2 separate regions of the Macaca fascicularis genome follow, and region 1 is linked to region 2. Evidence: chromatin contacts called from public Hi-C data. All regions are on one chromosome and are shown on one strand. The core of a region is the stretch at or near the end of the contact, and the rest is flanking DNA. Distances in the headings are between cores, read along the strand shown. Region 1 holds the start of DYNLRB1 (dynein light chain roadblock-type 1). Region 2 has its middle 8.3 kb from the start of AHCY.

Region 1 (2,700 bases), core at 90-2,589, 210 kb before region 2:
CTCAGGAGGCTGAGGCGGGAGAATCACTTGAACCTGGGAGGCAGAGGTGGCAGTGAGCTAAGATGGTGCCACTGCACTCCAGCCTGGGTGACAGAGCGAGATTCCATCTCAAAAAAAAAAAAAAAAAAAAAAAAAAGGAAATAATGAATGTTTGAGGTGATGGATATTCTATAATACAGCCTGATTTGATCATTACACATCATATGCATGTATCAAAATATTACATGTATATCTACAACATAAATATGTACAACTATTATATATCAATTTTTTTACAGCTTAAGTGATGTGAAAAATGAAGTTATACATATTTTAAGCATTATTACATGTTTGTAATGATGTGGAGATATTCTTTGTGGTGTAATAATGAAAAACACAGAACCCACAATTGTACATTCAATAGGGGCTAAACTGTATAAACCAAGAACAAGCAAAGAGTCACATGACTACTGTAAGTGGTTGCCCCTAGATGATGACAGTTTCTTTTTTCGATTTTTTCTTATAAGCTCTAGATTTCTAAATAAGATTTTTGAAAAAGTAATACACTCACATGGCTTAAAATTTAAAACTTTTTTTCAAATTTTGCACAAGCTGTGAGGATTAAAAACACAAAACCTGTAATGGCGTAGAGAGCCCACAACTGCAGCCAGAAAGGTAAAAAGGCGGCTTTGGGATCCCCAAGAGCGGACCCCGCCCGTTCCTGACTCTGGCACCCACCCAGTCCCAGCGGCTAGAAAAATCACGCCGACAGAGTGGCGGCCGTCAAGCTTCTAGGGTTCAAATCCACCTCCACCATTTCTTGGGGCAAAGCACTTGGCTTCTCGGGGCTCTGGATAACAGATATGTGTAACAAAATGGGACTAAAGATCATATCTACCTCACAGAGCTAGGAGGAGGAGGGGGGATGAAATACAAGACACATAAAGTGCTTGGCAGAGCCTGCCACAAACTGAGCTCCCGGGAAACGTTAGCAAGGTTGCCATCGCGCAACAAGACCCAGGACGCTAGGCTGCATGGCCGCTGCCCACCCCTAGCCCATCATCTCTTCCTGGCCAAGGCCAGGCTCCTGCTTCCGGTAAAGGGGCAGCGGGATCCGGCGGCCCCGCCTCGGTCAGGCTCTAGAGGCCTCCGCCGCCGGGTTCCGCCCTCAAGTCGGCTGGGTCCCGGGCCCGGCCACGCCCAGCCCCCACCGATTCCCGTCCGGAGGTCTGAGATCTCCTCATCCTCAGAGGACTGAAGGCCTGGCGTGGGGTGGTGGGCAGCCGCCAGCCACAAGCCCCCGGCGCACGCTCACCATTTCCGACCGATCCGGTAGCCCCGCGTAGCGAACACCCAGCCCAGTCCCGTGCCTTTCTGCGCCTGCGCACAGGTTTCTGTCAAAACGGACAGCTCTAGCTGCCTATCAGGAGCCAGCGTGAAGCGGAGGCGGGCGAGACGATCCTGGCTCCGCCAGGACTCTTGGAAAATTTGCTTTCCACTGTGGGAAAGCAAAAAGCTAAGAAGCGGAACGCTAAGCTGCGAAAAATTCCCAACTCCAGCCGTGCAGAAAAGATGCTGGTTCTGGCTGGACGCGGTGACTCACGCCTGTAATCCCAGCACTTTGGGAGGACAGTCGGAAGGATTGCTTGAGTCCAAGAGTTCGAGACCAGCCTGGGCAACATGGAGAGCGACCCCTTATCTACTAAAAAATAAACAAAACTAGCCGGGCATGGTGGCGCGCCCCAATAGTCCCAGCTACTCCGAAGGCTGAGGTGGGAGGATCGCCTGACCAGGAGTTCGAGGCTGCAGTGAGCCGAGATTGCGCCACTGCACTCCAACCTGGGCGACAGAGCAAGAGACCCTGACTCAAAAAAAAAAAAAAAAAATGCTGGTTCTCGGTATCGGAAGAGGCTTTTAGCTCTCAATGGAGGTCTAAGCTGACTCTGAAGTCCCTGGGTGGAGCGTGGTGGGAGAGTATGAAGGCAAGTGGGACCGTTGCTGAGACCCCCTTTGCGCCCTGACTGAGGCAGAGACAGGCCCAGGGCCAAAATGCGCTTTGGGCTCGGGCAGGTCGGGGGTGGGGCTGGAGTCAGGTACCTCTGGAGTCTCCGGGGAAGATGCCGTGCAAGCTCGGAGATGAATTGGTTAGGGCTGGCCTGGGAGTCTTTCTTTTTGTTTGTTTGTTTTTTTTTTTGAGACAGAGTCTCGCTCTGTCGCCCAGGCTGGAGTGCGGTGGCCGGATCTCAGCTCACTGCAAGCTCCGCCTCCTGGGTTCATGCCATTCTCCTGCCTCAGCCTCCCGAGTAGCTGGGACTACAGGCGCCCACAACCGCGCCCGGCTAATTTTTTGTATTTTTAGTAGAGACGGGGTTTCACCGTGGTCTCGATCTCCTGACCTTGTGATCCGCCCGCCTCGGCCTCCCAAAGTGCTGGGATTACAGGCGTGAGCCACCGCGCCCGGCTGGCCTGGGAGTCTTTCGAATCCGAGCTCAGCCCCGCCCCGCGTTACGTAGCAGAAGCCACTTCACATCTTTGTTCTCTATTTTGTTCTCACCTCTGAAAGGGGGACTCTTCTTCCCAGAGCCCAATGTTGTCCCGGTTTCCGCTCTCTAACATTCTATTCCCGCAGGTCACAAACGTTTCTGGGTCCTCTAGTAAGAATAACTTCTGTTAAAACGTGCTGCAGCTTAGTGAACCCTGTGCCACATTACTGTGCTGAAC
Region 2 (2,700 bases), core at 53-2,552:
TATCCGCAAAGGAAGGTGGGCAAGAGGGAGCGGGCTGGGGAGGGCACCTTACAGCTCTCCACTCTTGCAGCGTGGAGCTGCGTGCTTCCTTTCTGTCGACTGAGCTCCTCCAAGATCTCGCTCCAAGGACGTCTCCCACCCTGCCCCCGCCCCGTCAGACTGGACCAACTCCCCACTCCTCCCCATTACAAGTTCTCAGAGTGTTCCTTTTGCTTTTCTGTCATCTGAGAAATGAAGGGCAGGGGTAGAACCCCCGGCTATGTGACTCCTAAGGTCCCTGGACGAGGCTCTTAGCAAATACTAGCATAAAAGGGGCGTGGAAGCTCAGACAAGGCTGGGAAGTGAACCCAGAGGTCATCCAGCCCCACTGGGGAACGATCCAGCCTCAACGGGGGACATCAGAGACCTGGATTAGGGGACTCCCTGGCTCCACCCTGAGGAGAGCCAGGACTGTAGGCTGAAGCCAAGGGGCACCACGGCGTGAGTTCCCGGGCAGACATCCGGGAACATTAATTCATTCCCAAATATCGTGTGCAGTCTCCCTCCTGGAAACAGTGAGACGGGCACATAATCAGATGATTTCGATATAATAATATAGAACCACACCACCTCACATCCCCCTTTTGGGGTGCCTCTTAAAGCCTGTCGCTTAGAGATGACCCGCAGCTAGGGAGGGGCGGTCTCTTGTATTCTACGAGCCTGGAGGGCTCCCCCAACCGGAGAAACCGGGGATAGGTGGGCTGGCAGCTCCTGGGACGCCGGACTCACAGCAGAGCCGCCTGGTTTGAGGAGGATTGAGTGAGAGAGGGGGGTCCTGTCCCAGGGTCTCTAAGAAGTCTCCCACCTCTGTACTCCCCAGCCCAGCGATGACTTCGAGGCGGGCCCAGGGGTGCCTGGAGGGAGGGGCGTGAATAGAGCGGGAAAGGAGAGACCCCTATAGGGGTGGACAAGAAGGGAGGGACTCCCCAGAACTGCATAATCCGGCTCCATCGCCATCAGCGGGGTTTCTCAGCGCCTACACCCCTCTCTATCCCATCTCGAAGCCTCCAACTAATCCAGAGTGAGACGCAGGACCGCCGGGAGGCGAGCGGGGATGCTGGAGCCAGGTCAGGCTGAAGCCCCACGGCCAATGGGCAGGCTCCTGCGCCCTCCGCCCCATCTCCGCCCCTCCGCGCCAGGAACCTAATTGTTTGCAAAAGCAAACACGTAAAAAGCAGGTACAAAGGTCGAGAGGAGGGACCGGGACCTGCTTCTGCCTGGGATTTCGACCTTCCCACGCCCTGCCAGAAGCTCCACTGGAGCCTGGACCTGGAGAAGGGACATCAGCAGTTAAGGTCCAGGGCAACTTTCAGCGGCGTGGGCGGGGACCTCCAGGGAAGCACTGTTAGCAGTTTCTTGTACATCCAGCCTGGTATATTTTCTGCATGTATAGGCAAATACCTGTTTGTGTGTTCTTTTTTTTTCTTTTACATAAATAATCGCATACTAGGCACACCGTTCTGCACTTTGCTTTTTGTCCTTCATCATGTTTTGTTGTTGTTTTGTTTTTTAGACAGTGTCACTCTGTTGCCCAGGCTAGAGTGCAGTGGCACAATCTCGGCTCACTGCAACCTACTGGGTTCAAGAGATTCTCCTGCCTCAGCCTACTGAGTAGCTGGAATTACAGGCGTGTGCCACCGCGCCCGGCTAATTTTTGTATTTTAAGTATGGGATTTCGCCATGTTGGCCAGGCTGATCTCCAACTCCTGACCTCAGGTGATCCCCCCCCCCACCCCCTGCCTCAGCCTTCCAAAGTGCTGGGATTACAGACGTAAGCCACCACACCCGACTGTCGTTTTTTAAAAATAGAGACAGGGTCTTGCTTTGTCGCCCAGGCAGAGTGCAGTGGCGCTTAGGCCTCGGGCTTGGGCCACCGCATCGGGCCACTATATCTGGAAGATCATTCCATATTATTAGATAAACAGCTCCTTTAAACAAAAAAATGGCTGTCTGGGTATTCCACCATGTGGATTGTACCAGTATTTATTTAACAAGTCTTCCATGGAAGGACAATCCTTTGTTCTTAACGTCATTTTGCTCCCATGTGCATACATCTTTGGAAGAAATTCCTAGAAGTGGAACTGTTTGGTCAAAGGGCATGTGAGTTTGTAATCTTGTTAGTTATTACCAGAGTGTTGTTCATTAAAGTTGTGCCAATGTACAATCCCAAAAGCAAAGTATGGGGAAGCCTGTTTCCTCACACTCTTACCAATAATGTGTTAATAAACAGTACTTTTATCCATACTTTTTATCCATGTGATAGTAAACTTAAAAATAAACTTAATCAGCCGGGCACGGTGGCTCACGCCTGTAATCCCAGTATTTTGGGAGGCCGAGGCGGGTGGATCACGAGGTCAGGTGTTCAAGACCAGCCTGGCCAACATAGTGAAACCCTGTCTCTACTAAAAATAAAAATAATTAGCTGAGCATGGCTGTGGGCACCTGTAATCCAAGTTACTTGGGAGGCTGAGGCAGGAGAATTGCTTGAACCTGGGAAGCGGAGGTTGCAGTGAGCCGAGATCGCGCCTCTGCGCCTCCCTCCTTCCCTCCCTACCTCCTTTCCTCCCTCCCTCCTTCTCCCCTGCTCCTCCTCTCTCTTTTCGTTTCTTTTCTTTCTTTTCTTTTCTTTCTTTTTTTTTTTTTTTGAGATGGAGTCTCACT

The links. Hi-C and Micro-C count contacts between places; a contact is called where the count stands out from the background.
Region 1: a Hi-C map of liver shows a contact between it and region 2, with 3 times the contacts expected there. The contact joins the promoter of DYNLRB1 here to the enhancer-like site in region 2. A contact is called at or near these places in 2 of 2 Hi-C or Micro-C datasets (liver and skeletal muscle).

What each region holds. Positions count from the first base shown.
Region 1 is chr10:90,554,001-90,556,700 of T2T-MFA8v1.1, reverse strand. It overlaps DYNLRB1 (dynein light chain roadblock-type 1), which reads right to left and starts at 1,339. Exons shown (of 5, transcript XM_074005102.1): 1 at 1,295-1,339.
Region 2 is chr10:90,344,828-90,347,527 of T2T-MFA8v1.1, reverse strand. No RefSeq gene overlaps it. Among named protein-coding and RNA genes, the nearest start is that of AHCY, 8.3 kb to the right of the region's middle. Within about 2 kb of position 1,302, at least 2 of the 6 cell types and tissues checked have an H3K27ac peak or open chromatin away from gene starts, as enhancers often do. A contact at or near this core is called in liver, where this site is marked.